Linked DNA regions of Sus scrofa: regions 1, 3 and 4 are each linked to region 2. Evidence: chromatin contacts called from public HiChIP or PLAC-seq and promoter capture Hi-C data. All regions are on one chromosome and are shown on one strand. Each heading gives the region's core, a stretch centred on a gene start, on an enhancer-like site or on the middle of the called end of the contact. The rest is flanking DNA. Distances are from core to core; before and after follow the strand shown.

Evidence for each region. Promoter capture Hi-C pulls out the DNA fragments that hold promoters and counts their contacts. HiChIP or PLAC-seq counts read pairs in DNA pulled down with a chosen protein or histone mark.
Region 1: a contact with region 2 is called in an H3K27ac HiChIP or PLAC-seq map of alveolar macrophages. The contact joins the promoter of ZCCHC7 here to the promoter of ZBTB5 in region 2. A contact is called at or near these places in 1 of 47 Hi-C or Micro-C datasets (skeletal muscle) and 2 of 2 datasets of contacts at active chromatin or transcription factors (alveolar macrophages and skeletal muscle).
Region 3: a contact with region 2 is called in a promoter capture Hi-C map of liver, with 3 times the contacts expected there. The contact joins the promoter of EXOSC3 here to the promoter of ZBTB5 in region 2. A contact is called at or near these places in 1 of 5 promoter capture datasets (liver) and 1 of 2 datasets of contacts at active chromatin or transcription factors (alveolar macrophages).
Region 4: an H3K27ac HiChIP or PLAC-seq map of alveolar macrophages shows a contact between it and region 2. The contact joins the promoter of DCAF10 here to the promoter of ZBTB5 in region 2. A contact is called at or near these places in 1 of 47 Hi-C or Micro-C datasets (heart right ventricle) and 1 of 2 datasets of contacts at active chromatin or transcription factors (alveolar macrophages).

What each region holds. Positions count from the first base shown.
Region 1 is chr1:237,819,383-237,822,642 of Sscrofa11.1, forward strand. ZCCHC7 (zinc finger CCHC domain-containing protein 7) reads left to right here and starts at 1,293. Exons shown (of 10, transcript XM_021066106.1): 1 at 1,293-1,447.
Region 2 is chr1:238,175,928-238,179,195 of Sscrofa11.1, forward strand. ZBTB5 (zinc finger and BTB domain-containing protein 5) reads right to left here and starts at 1,550. Exons shown (of 2, transcript XM_021066137.1): 1 at 1,307-1,550.
Region 3 is chr1:238,540,163-238,543,649 of Sscrofa11.1, forward strand. EXOSC3 (exosome complex component RRP40) reads right to left here and starts at 1,594. Exons shown (of 4, transcript XM_001929006.4): 1 at 627-1,594. The coding sequence starts at 950.
Region 4 is chr1:238,565,929-238,569,364 of Sscrofa11.1, forward strand. It overlaps DCAF10 (DDB1- and CUL4-associated factor 10), which reads left to right and starts at 1,685. Exons shown (of 8, transcript XR_002336817.1): 1 at 1,685-2,308. It overlaps LOC102166243 (a long non-coding RNA gene), which reads right to left and starts at 1,622. Exons shown (of 3, transcript XR_001306523.2): 1 at 1,470-1,622.

The sequences.
Region 1 (3,260 bases), core at 43-2,542, 360 kb before region 2:
GTTGCAGACTCGGCTCGTTGCTGTGGCTCTGGCATAGGCTGGTGGCTGCGGCTCCGTTTGAAACCCTAGCCTGGGAACCTCCATATGCAGTGGGAGCAGCTCAAGAAAAAGCAAAAAGACAAAAAAAAAAAAAAAAAAAAAAAAAAGTCGTTAGAGTTCCTGATGTGGTGCATAGTGTTAAGGATCTAGCCTTGTCTCTGAGGTGGCTAGGGTTTTTGGTGAGGCTAGGGTTTGACCCCAGGCCTGGTGCACTGGGTTATGAATTTGTGCACTGCTGCAGCTGTGGCTCGGATTGGATTGCTGACCTGGGACCTTCCATGTGCCACAGGTGCTGCCACACACACAAAAAATCAATGTCAAGCTTATCTTTCAAGACTATTGTCAGAGTTCTCTGGTGGGCTTGTAGTTAAGGATCCAGCATTATCATGGCTGTGGCTAGGGTTTGATACCTGGCTGGGAACTTTTGCATCCCATGGGTGTGGCCAATCTCCCCTGCCCCCATCTTAAAACTCAAGACTGTTGCCAAGGGCCCACGAATTAATAAAATATTTCCTTATTTGTAAAGTTGTACAGTTATTAAAATATGGTGTGAGAAGAGAAACCAAGCCAGAGGCTCCCAGCACAATCCTCTAGAGGTTTCCAAGGGACCAGTATCGACTTCAGTGTTTAGCATGAGTGCAGCTTTTCAAGGTGCACAAAGACTTAAATCTGTTGCCTTGTATTCTAGGAAAAATAAGAGGCGGAAGCGCCCCAGCGTAAACTAGGTTCAACTTCAACCTTGAGATGTAAGTGACCTGCATAAGGTCACCTAGCTCAAGAAAGAAGTATCTAGAAGGCAACCTTTCTCAAAGAGGCTTCTCCCTTGCTGAGGTTCTCTACGTCCTCCAGCCATGCCGCCAGCTGCACCTGCCCCTTAGCCCTTACCTGGGTCTCGTGGCTCCCGTGCCACGTGGCATAAGGAAGGTGTCTCCTCCTCCCCCAGGTCAGGGAGGAGGCGGAGCCCAAGCTAAACCCCGCCCCGGAGCATCATGGGAGACGTAGTTTTTCTCGCGGGCACAAAAAGGCGCTAGCTTTCTCCGGTTTGGCTCGGTAAGCAGCATTTTTTCCGTGCAAGTCATTCAAACAAGGTGTTTCCCTATTACAGGTGCAGCCTAGACACTTCTGAAAGAAGTCGTGGCGGGGAAGGAGCAGAGCAAGAAAGGCAAACCGAAAAGACTCTCAGCTGGGAAGGGAAGGGGGAGTTTATAGTTGTTACGCATGCGCAAGAAGGCCCGCAGGGTGGGCGGGGACGGAAGACAACTCCTGGGAGAAGTGTTGTCCCCGGAAGTGCCTTCCCTCCTCCCGGGTCGGCGCGGACGCGGTTTCCTTACCTCATCTGTCCTCGCCCCTCCCCGTCCCTTTACGCGTTTTGGTTCCTGGTTGGTGCTTCCTGGTCGCAGCCGCGGCAGTGAGTATGTGTGACGGACCCCGAGCCGTCCACGGGCCGGGGACCCCTGCCTGCCCTCCGCCTCGCCCGCAGGGCCGTGGAACTAGCGCGTGTCCCCTCGCTGGCCTCCGCGTCTCCCGCCTGTCCCTTACTTGTGGCGGTACCCGGCTCCGCTCGTGGCCTCTCAGTCGAGCTCTGTCCCACGCGACTCAGCTGACTGGCTGAGGTGTCTGCTTCTCCTCCCTTCAAGGCCTGAGACTGTGGTTCAGAAAGAGCTTGGGCGCCCATGGCCTCGATGGGGATGGTGTTACTGCCTGCTTTACCCCCACTACCCTCTGAGAGTCCCCTGTCTTTTAGGGAAGCCGGTCAGTCATTTAAACCCGAAGGGAGCTCGGCCCTTGAGGATCCAACAGTCCTGGGCCAACTCCAGCCTCAGCTGTCAGAAGCAGCAGCTCTGGGGGCCAGAAAAATTTGGGCAGATGGCCCTCTTCCCCCATGTAAAACAAGGAGACTTGTTCCTTGATTCCTTTTATCCCTTACATCCAGGGAACCAGCAGTTAACTTCAGCTCTAACAGCTGCGGGTATGTGTAGTAGGGAAACTGGCTGAGTGAGAGCAGGCCGAGTTACAGCCGCGACTCCACTACCGACTCGCGCTGATGACTCTAGAAGTCTTCTCTTGAGGTTGAATTTACCTTTTTTTCAGGTTGCAGGGTTGAATTAGGAGATCTTTTAGGCTCTTTGAATAAATAAGCTTCTTAGATCCCGTTTCTGTCTGTATAAAATGAGAGCGTTCAATTGAATGACTTCGAGGTCCATTCCAAAACTATTGACTCTGTGTTTTGAATATTTAGCTTGTGTGTATATTTTCAGTTTTGTGATTTTGAGCGCAGTGCACTATCGTTTTCAGGAGAATCTGGGGGTGGGGAATGAACTAAGGAAGAAGTGGAAATGAGGATTGTAAAATAGCTCCAAGGGTAAGAGACTGCAGCAAAAGGAAAAGGGGCCTGTGGAAAAGATGAAGTAAGTGTTTTGAGATAGGATTAGTTATCCTATGAAGACTTTATGTCAGAAACAGCTGGATTTTTTCTGAATAAATTTAGCATTATTTTCTCCCACAAAAATCTTGTATCTGTCTGACTGTGTTTGTGTGAGTGTGTGCCTATTGTTTGTCACATTTGGATTCTCTATCCCATTAGATTTACCTCAAAGCGAAAGTCATATTTGAAGAGTGGACAGAAGTTTTAACACAAGTCAGTAGTGTTTCAGATCTCACTGTCAGAATAGCTCACTAAGAGTGAATCAGAAATTTTAAGTTGAAATAAAACTTAGTCTTTTAATCATGTTCTAATGAAAACTGGACTGAAAATCAAGCTGTGAGTTTGATTTAAATCACTTTGAGATGGATAACTATCTCATCAAAAGGAAACATTTAAGCTTAAACTTCTTTCAAGAGAAATAAAAGCGAAAGGTCTGGAATGATCAGTTGGTAGACTGTGAGCAGAAATACTGGCTTTAAAGATTGTATAGTAAAATCTGAGAGCTTAAATAAATCTTAAATTGTCTGGATTAAAAAAGTTGAGTGAATGAATAGTGTTCTCACTTTGCATGGTGAGAGCCTTTACAGTTATTCTTTATAGCTGTTTCATATTTGTTAAACCATTTTAATTCCTTAGAGAAGTTTTTTTTCCCAGATTGATATTTTAAGTTCTTAGATAAGGGCCATCTTTTTTTGGTCATGGCATTGCCATAGTCTTTGAGTACCAACTTGGGAGGCTCCTGGATGGTAAACTGACAAATTCAAATGTATGCTTTTCTTTCCAGTTAAAATTCTTT
Region 2 (3,268 bases), core at 300-2,799:
TGGTGGCACAGCCAGTCTTCCCAAGTTTCCTGGGATTTCCAGAGGGGGTTAAAGCAATAGTGGGAGGCCTTTCCTTGGTTTAGGGGCTTTTCTTTAAAATTCTCTTCCCTCACCGCTAATCTTTTAGCTTACCATCCTCACAACCCAAATCATAGCACTTCACTGAATTCAGTTTCTCCAGAAAATGAGGCATTCAGCCCACCTTTTCAAAATTATCTAAGGCACAACAGCCTATATAACGACAACAAATCATCATTGATGAGTAAGGCACAGCATTCTCTTCAACCTCTAAAGAAAAGATCCCAATGTATGTCATATCTTCTACCTACTAAAACAGAGAAGCATAGAAACACATTTTGGAAATATTTTTGCTTCAATTCCTGAAGGTGAAAGGTTTCTTACTTCCACTAATTAAAATTAACCCCAGAACCCAAGTATACCACTTAGCAATGAAGCTTTTACTGCGCCTTTATGTAAAAATTTTTTGCCAAGTTAAATATTCAGGATTTGTGTCCTATTCAGAAATTAGCTTCCACAGTATCGTCCACAAGGCCAGAATACAGACTGACTTAATAGCAAATGACCTTTTTGGAAGGAAAAAAACTAACCTTCAACTCCCCTTAGTTCACTGCCTAACATGCATAAACCTGTATGTCCTCCAAACAAGGGAGGAGGGGGACAGACTGTTCTTACCACTGCATCCCCTACACCTCCTAGCACGAAGCCTGGAAGCAGTGGGTTTTCAATAAATGCCTATAAACACTTTAGTCCTTTTAGTTGCGGCATTCCAAAACACTGGCTCCGCCCCTCCTGGTTCAGCCGCCGGTTCCCGATTCCAGCTCGCCTTGGCCTTGCTCTGGTGAAACGAAACCTCGTCGCTCAATGAGACCCAGGACAGGGGCAAGGAAGCCACCCGACCCCATTCCGCAGATTCTCTATTCACCCTGCCAGGGTGCTGGTCTTTCCCACGCGATCCCAGGAACCAACGTAGCCCGCCCGCAGATCAGAGGGGGCAAGAGCCCCCGCCCCACTCGGCGGACAGACAGCCTGGCGTCGGGACGCGGGGGACGCCTGCGCAGAACACGCCTCCCACCCGCCTTGGCCCCTCCGCTCTGAGGGTAACAATAACCCTCAGGAAAGACAGGCAGGGCAGACGCGGGGGGGCACCGGTACGCTTCGGCGCGCGCCCAGACACCTAGACAAGACCCTGATCGCGCCGCCCACCCAGCTCCCCCAGAGCTCAACTGTCTCCACGTGAGCGCGCCAGCGCGCGCCACCACCGCTCCCGCTGACAGAGTCGCCTCACCTGAGCCGGGCTCCGCCCCCCTTCTCGCTGGAGGAGGCGGTGACCCTTCTTCGATCCGACCCGACAGTGTGGCAGAAGACCGGAACGTCCAGGCTGGCTCCTCGGTGATGGGATTTCCTCCCTCTTCCGTCCACCCCGCCTCTTGTTGCCCAGCTCCTTCAACCCCTTCGCCGCGGCACTCTTGAGAACACCGCGGCGGCTGCACACAGTAAACGGAAGTGACGCAACGCGAGATCGCCTACTCCGCGGCATTTCTCGTCCCCTCCGGCAGGGGTGCAACCAATCAGAAGGGGAGAGGGCGGGGCCGGGACAGAAGTGCAGCCAGCCGGCGCGCGGTATCTGGAGGAATTTACTCGGCCCCCGGAACACTGACCAATCCGCGGTCCCAGGAGCCTCGCTGTGTTTACTACCGACAGAATCCGTGAGCTCTGTGACCAATCACCGTTTGCCTTACAACACATAAAACTGTTATCAAACGCCTTTGAAGGCGGGATTTATCACTAAGCGGTTCTAGATTTAGACTGTAGAAAAGCGACTGAGTGTGGAGGCCAATCCAGGCCCATTGTGGGTGAGACCAGCTGGTTTTCCTAATTCCACCAATCACAACCACGACTGCCTTTGGTCTGAGCCAGGGGTAAGGCGAGCCCGCGAGGTAGTGTGTGTCCCACCACTGGCTGGACTTGAAGGATTTCCCTACCTTCTCGGCGCCCGGCACTTCGGTGACCACCGGCTCCCTATGGGATGCGAATTTCCTTCGTGGGACCCACTCACGCACGGTGTCCGAGGTTGAGTTCCCATCTCGTAGACTTTGGAAGGAATAAAATATAATTTCAGGAAGCTATATAGGTTGAATTAAGACAAAATCCAAGCTAAAGATGTTGAACCAAAAATTCTGTTCATCTCACAGAAGTTGGGTCCGACGCAGCCCTACGTCCAATCTAGGTGCCAGCGTCTCGAAGCGCTGGTGCCTCCCGGCTCCCCACTGGCACTTTGCTCTGCATTACCTGCCGCAGGTCAAATAAGCCTGCAGTCTCCAGAACCAAACCTCTAAAGAACAGCATTGGGAATGTGGAAGGGTGGCGGACTTCGAAGTGACGCTCTCAGAAAAGAGTAAGCTCCGGGTGGCTTCCAGACCTCCAGGTGCACGCTCGGATGGAGAGGCCAAGCTCTGAGGGACACTGGCTGGAGGGCTTCCGAGGGCACCGGGCCCTGGGGCAGAAAGAAGCTCTCTTTCCCTGGGTGAAGAGGAGGCAAGGAAGCCTGGGAGGGGCCTTCCCCGACGGGAAGTGTAAGGGGCATGGCGCGACTCCAGAGTTTAAGGCAGGCTGGGAACGCAGCTTGATTCTTGGGGCGGCGGGGCGGGGGTGGAGGGAAGACAGACTATTTTTAAAAGGGAACACCCCACTTCAGAATGTGACACTCAAGTTATCTTTGCAGCTGATCTGTCCCTTCACTGTACAGGTTGGAAATGTTGCCCTCGAGGTTTTTTTCTTTAAGGCTTCAATGAGGTCTGATGGTAAATTATTGTTCATTAAGATTCCCTGACATTTTGTAGCCCTTACACGTATTTTATTGCCAGACTGGGTGATTGAGAAAAAAAACGGAATGCTGACAGTAAGCCAGGTAATGTGAGAAGTCTCTTCACCTATGTGACCCTTAGAAACATATGTGAGCTAAAATGTTATCTCAGATTTACAGACTGGCAAAAATTAAAAAGATTTGTATGTTCAGCACTTAGGAACGTGTTTGAAAAAGTCCCATCCTATATTGTAGTTTAGGAGTGTCATTGCTGCCCTCTGAAGATCACTTAGTATCTTCAAATTTTAAATTAGGCATTCATGGAGTTTCCTGGTGGCTCAGCAGGTTAAGGATCCAGCTTAGTCACTGCTGTAGTTGGGGTTCCACCCTGCCTCTGGCAGTGACAAAACAAAACAAAATTTCATTCCCTTCTAGCTGGCAATT
Region 3 (3,487 bases), core at 344-2,843, 360 kb after region 2:
GACATCTTCAGCAAGTCCTTAGTGGTTACTTTATTATCATTAGAAATACTTAGAAAATATTTGGAAATCCAAGTTTACCAATCAATACAAATCTTAAAACAAACTTGATCACATGCCACCTTCAGTAGAAGAAAAGCAATCACATGATAAGCTCTAAAGATTGCAGCTTCTAAACAGTATAATGTGTTCACTTAAGTCAGTATTCCACAACTCTTCTGTATCCTTCTGTTCCTGTATCCTCAGGAACTCCCTAGTTTTTGTTTGCATGAGTTCAGTGGTTTGTTTGCATAAGTCCCTGTGACATCTACTCATTGAGCCTGGTTCTTTGGGACCCTCAAAGACAAGTCTGCGGCTCCTTGACTTTTGGAGTTTTGAAGATAATGACGTGTCTCACAGCCCTTATCCCCTTATGTGACAAGATCTCCAAAATCCTTTCCTGGTCGCCCATCTCGGGTCACTTTACAGTTGTTCACAGTCCCCCTAAAGGAGTTGCGGAGGGTAAGCACAAGACTACGGTAGCTGTAGGCTAGCCTTAAAAGAGGGCTCCAGGGTCCCTTCTGTATTTCTCTCGAGGAGTCTTCCCAGCCCTCTCCCGGCCGTCCCACCCCTTCGGAGACCCGGCTCACCCGCTTCTGCTGCGAGTCCACCCAATAGACGCCACTGCCGCCGCCGCCGCCGGCCTCCTTGTGACGGAGGCGGCCGCACTTGGTGACCAGCAGCCGGTCGCCACAACGCCGCAAGCCCGGGCCACACACCACGCGCACCCGCGGGCGCGCTCCGGCGTTCAGGCGCAGCGGTCGCTCCCCTGCACCTCCTGGGCCTTCTCCGTCCTCCTGCTCAGGCAGCAGCAGCTCCTCACCCGGGAGCACCACCTGATCCAGCACTGTACGGGCTGCCCGCGCCCTGCAACCAGCAAAGGACTCCGCAGCATGAGCGGCTGGCTCAGCCATAGCGAGTGTAACTAAACAGTTTCCGGCTTCCGGGTCCGCGTCCAATCGCCAGGCCACCCAAAGCTTTCCGTTTCCGGCAGCACAGGCCTGTGGGACTTGAAACTACTGCAGTGATGCCTGACAGTTCTGTGCTCTCAGAGGTTGCCCCAAGGTAGCTATGATTGTCTCTAGCCGGCCGCTAATCCTGCGGTGGTCAGCAGGAGAAACGCGCAGCTTGAGTCTGTCGCGGAGCCTCCACTTCCGGTGTCTCGGATCGGACGGTGCGATACGAGACGGCGCCACCTTTGGTTCCCGGGGAGCCTTAGGAACTGAGCAGAGGTCCTTCTTGAGTTGGCTCTCCTTTCTGACTCTGCCCTCAAAAGGACCTTTACGAGGAAAAGTGTTTTCTTTTTCAGTATGAAATCTTTTTGGGTTTTGCTTGAGAATATATCTATTCACATAATGGAAAACATAGAGAAGAATAAGAACATAAAACGTGTTAGTCTTGCCGCCCGTTTGTCTCCCTTGCTAGATTGTCAGCTAGTTCCCATTGTTTGTAGCGCAGGTCCTGGCACGAAGTAGGTAATACCCGGTGAATAAAAGGAAGAATGAATGTTAACATTTTGATGTGCATTTCTACCTAGGCTTTTTTCCTCCCTTCGAATAGATACATATTGCATGCATATTTCCACATAATTGCGCTACCCCTAGCTGGCTTAGAAAAATCGCTAATGGCAGTTAAATCCTTGCTACTGCTTTCCCTGGAGCTAGCTTTAGTTGCCTATGTGAAAAGCAGTTGAATTCCAAATCAATAGCACATCAGCTCTGTTCTTCTGATTTTCAGGACTCTCACTTGAAATCATTTTCCAGAGTTCTCACTCGGGGCCTTGCTGTGACACAGATTCCATCCCTGGTCCAGTAACTTGCACATGCCTCGAGTGCGGCCAAAAAAAGAAAAAAAATTTTAAATCACCGTTTCCTCTGTCAACTGGCACCTCCAATTAGCCTTAGCCAAATAATCGTAGGAGTCAGAGCTCCTGGGGATTTGGGAGGGTGTGGCTCTGATCATATTTAAAAGAGATTACCTCTAATATACTCTCCATACTCTGTAAGATACTGGTGAGACACCTAAATAAGATACCAGAGGTCAACTGAAATGTAATTTTTGTTGTTTGTTTTGTAGTCAGTTGCTGTAAAAACAATCTGGTTGGTTACCTTTGCAGAAAGGATGGTGTAGATTATTTTTCTCTCCTCCCTACTCCAACCCAGTTCCTGAAGACCTGAATCCAGTAGGTATTAGGTGACCAAGACTAACTCAATCACGACTGGGCCAAGACCATGCCTGAATTGTGCTCAGTGACATTGGGTTACAGCCTGAGAGGTCAGGAAACGATCCCTGGATGGCCTCTCAGGCATCAGTAGAGGAGTCTCTGTCAGGAACTCAGCCCAGATACGGCTGAGGAGTCCTAACAAGGGCACTTCTGTGGGGGTGGCACGTGGGCACGCACATCCCTAAGTCCACAGACCAGAGGCCTGGAAAAGAGTGGTTACCTGAGACAGGAAGCTGAGGCCGGGAGGGGCGGGTCGAAAGTACCTCGTGGGCGGTGCTCTGCGCGACCCTCCCAAAAGGGCGTGCCCAGAGGGTGGGACGCTGGAAGGCACCCGGGAGGCGGGAAGGCAGCCTGGCCTGGGCACTGCGTGTCACCACGTAGGTGCTTCGCCGCCGCGGAGCCGTGTGGCCACTGGTGAGTAAGCGCGAAATGGGAGCAGCGGGCAGGCCCTGCATGCGGTTGCGTGGGAAGCCGAGGCCATTAGCAAGTGTGCGGAGTCCGGCTAGGAGCCGCGAACCCTGACGGCGGCACTAAGTGAGGCGTTGGGCCGCGATTGCGAAGTTCTTGTTTCCGAAAGGCGTGCTCAATGTTTTCTGGCTGTGAAAGTGGCTTCAGTGACTGGGGAATGCATAGGAGACCAGGGCCCGTGCAATCGGCCACGGACCTTCTAGCTCCTAGGCCGTACCTTGTTTTTGGCCTCCTTCCTGAGCCTTTCTGGCAGATCCTACCGAGTGGATTAGGCCTGCTTCTTGCCTGGGGGCCTTGTTGACCTGGAGCCAGTGCAGTAGAGGTGGTGCTGCACTTGACTGCCTCTGTGATTTACCTCTGCATTTCTCAGTATTTCCCTTGGGAAAATTACCAAATCGCCCTTTGGAAAGGTTGAACCAAACCTTGGCCTTCTGGACTCTTACCCAAAACTTCCTCTTTAGAAATCTTTGCTATTTGAGAAGTTGTTAAAGTGGTATCTCATGGCTGCTTTGCTTTGTTGATTGGTAAAGTTGAGCCTTTTTGTAGCTTTCAGTCTACAAGACTAGTTGAGCATTTGCTCTGAACCAGGAAGTTGGCTGAATCATGGTCCTTGCCCTGGGGGAGTTCAGTGTGGCCACAGGAGAATACCAAGTGCTATGGTGTCTGTAACAATATGATTAGGGTAAAAGCCCAGAGAGTACAATGGGTGAAATGATTACCTCTATGTGGGAAGAAGATAAGAGTCAGGATAGGTGTCCC
Region 4 (3,436 bases), core at 435-2,934, 390 kb after region 2:
AAGCAGAGGGCGTTTATTAAGTAATTGTTGCAGTTAGAAGTTATAGGCCGCTAAGGGACATTATTTGTTAATTATAAAACAGACACCTATCCCTTACATGGGGAATATCTTCAAAGGAGTAGCTGCCTTGATCTCTGAACACAGGATGCTTGCTTCTTTCTCATTTTTCAGTCAGCTCATGGAAAGGAGAGCTGAGTAACTACTAACGTTACTGGTTGGAGGACTTGCTAAATGATTAGCCCTCTTTGAATCTCATTCCTTTCCTCCAGAGATCCTTCGGACTATCCTAAACAGTCATCAAATGGGAGCTTTCTATAACTCAGTTCTTGATCAATGCCTAGAAGGGTTGTCAGTTCTTCTACCTTCCTCTTTTTGTACCTCAAGCTTCCCTTTACTGAAGATCCTCCTTCCCTCCCCAACAAACACCCCAGTTCCAGTCAATCTTTTTCTGAAAACGACTTCTATGTATTTATCTTCAACATAAGTGATGAATAGCCTTGCATCTGTTATGCCCTTCATGCCTTGCTTGGCAGATATAAACAGGATTTATCCTAGGCTCCACTGCTTGTGGGGTTAAGTTGATTCAGGTCTCCAGCTTCCCTCAGTGATTCCTGGATGGACAGGTGTTCCTTCCTGCAGAGAGTAAGGCTTTGACCTTGATAAAATCTTTTTTTTTCCCCCTCAGGTTCTATTATTTATTTATTTCCTTTTTCTTTTTAAGGGTGCACCTGTGGCTTATGGAACTTCCTAGGCTAGGGACTGAATCAGAGCTGCAGCTGGCAGCCTGTGCCATAACCAGGGCAACACCCCAGATCGGAGCCTCGCCTGTGGCCTACGCTGCAGCTTGCAGCAACTCCAAATCCTTAACCCATTGAGTGAGGCTAGGGATTGAACCCCATCCTCACAGACACTATGTCAGGTTCTTAACCTGCTAAGCCACAACTGGAACACCTATTATTTTTTAAAATTTAATTTTATTGGAGTATAGTTGACTTAAAATGTTGTACTAGTCTCAGGAGTACAGAAGTCTTAACCTATTAGATCAAGTACCTGGGAGTTGGGCAGATCTCCAGAGCACTAGTAGGCCCCGTTTTTCCGGCACTGTACAGACCACGGTTTTTTGTTTTGTTTTGTTTTTTGGATAATACTCGTGGCATGTGGAAGTTCCCAGGTCAAGGACTGAACAAGCCACAACAGTGACAACACCGGATCCCTGACCCACTGAACCACCAGGGAATGCCACAAACCAGAGCTTTTTAATGTAGACGTTAACCTGAGTCCCTAGAGTCCCAGGCTCAGTAGGTAGTACACCATGGCACCTAGAGTGTGTGATTAGCACATAATATGGTCCTCTTTTCCCTTCGCTGGTCTCAGTGTAAAGCAGGGATGTTTAATAAACAGTACATAAGCATACCCGGCCTCTTAGACTGACTAGTTTGACAACCTGTCATTGACAACAGCATACTCACAGTGTCGCACGCTGTGCCCAGATCTTAACGCTACCCCCATGCAGCCCAGGCCCTGGGCATCCTCAGCTGCGCGCACACAACAGATAGTCATTCCCGATCTCCAATGGCAGGTCGGCTGCACCCGCAGTGGCCAGGTGTTCCCACTTTCTTGGTCCCCGGCGGATGACCGCCGAGGGGCGGTGCGCGTTTCCCAGCCGGCAGAGTTAGGCAGCTGCACGCCGGAAGTGGCGGCAGGAGCGGGAGCGCTGAGGTGTCGGCCGGCAGGGCAGTGGCCCGGGGCGGGGGGCGCTGGTCATGTTTCCCTTCGGGCCGGGTAGCCCCGGAGGGGACGAGGCGGCCGGGGCCAGGGCTGAGGAGCCGGCACCGCACGGGAGGCAGGGGGCAGCCGCCGGCCCGCTCCCTTCCCCTCCCGCGCCCCCTCAGCCGGGGGCTGACGCCGCCCCTCCCCCATCGCCCTGCGGGAGCCCTCCCCGCCCGTGCGCCCCCTCGCTGCTCCCAGCCGGGCGCGCTGGGGAGCTCCGGCAGCCCGGAGCTCTAGAGTCCTCAGCCGCTTCCGCCCCGGGAGAGCCGTCACCGCCCTCCCCGCCCCGCCGGCGACCCGGGCCAGACTGCCGGGCTGGACGCCGGTACAGCCTCGGCGCCGTCCTGGGGGTTCCTGGCGCCCGGCTGTTCGGGTGGCTGAGAGAGCGCAGCCTGGGCCGCGGGCTGTTCGTGGACCCGGCGCGGGACAATTTCCGCACCATGACTAACCTCTATGGTTCCATCCATCCCGCGGACTCGGTATACCTCAGCACCCGCACCCACGGGGCGGTCTTCAATCTCGAGTACTCTCCCGACGGGTAAGCGCAGCCCCTCGGAGGGTGGAGGCCCGCCTCGCCTGGCGCGGCTGCAGGTGGGCCGCTGCCCGGGTCCCGCTGGCTCGACCCGAGCTGGGGTTTGGGAGTCCGTTTAGGGCAGCCGGCCTTCGTGCCTCTGGCTCTTTGTGAAGCGCTGTATCGCTTTTGAAGGCCTCATCCAGCCCCTGGAGGTAGGTGAGCCCGTGCTGTTTGCTCACCTTCAGGACCAGAGCTCTGTGAAGGAGTGGTGCCTAAAGCCCCTCATCACATCTGTCAGAGCCAGTCCAGAACTAGGGTTTTCTGGTGTACCATAGATGCTTGGTAAACACACTTTGGATAAATGCCCATTCTTTCCCTGTCACCCTACCTAGGCTTGTTTCTTTCCTATCTAAATAAGCTTGATCAAGGCTAAGGGAGTCTGCAGACTCCCTGTACCCTGTGCCTGACTTGCCCTGGGGAGACAAGTCCGGTTTTCTTCGTTCCTTTGCTCCAGTAAGATACTAAGACGCTGCAGAGAGGTGTTTTGTGGGGCATCTGTGAAGTTCTGAGGCTAGACCGCATGCTTCTGTTAAGGGTATACAGCCTTTTTCCTGGCTAATTAGATATTCCGTGTTTGGCCTTGGTTTACTTTGAGCTATAGGGAATTTTCAAAGTGATAAATATTTTTTAAATCGTTTTGTGAGTACGTGGACAAGTTCAACAGCAAACAAAGGGGAAAAAAATTCACACATTTCCACCATGAGAGAACATAGATAATACAACCTTTACCTGATCAAGTCTTCTGGATTCCTAATCATTTCCTTCTTTGTTCATTCATTCGTTCCCTCATGCAGCAAGTATTTATTGAGCACTCACTGTGTTCCACAGGCAGAGGTGGCATTGGTGAACAAACCAGTAAAGGCACCGCTTTCCTTGGACTTGGGACCTATTGATTCAACTAGATATTAATAAACATACTAAGAAATTTTATAATATATATATTTTTTAATTGAGGTGAAAGCTTGAAAGAACCTGTTGTGGACCAGGGTGTTCAGGGTTTCCTTAAGAAAGTGACACTCAACCAAGATTAAAAAAATGAGTAGATGAGTCAAGATAGTGTTGAGGAGGGGATAGAAATATTTCAGATAGAGG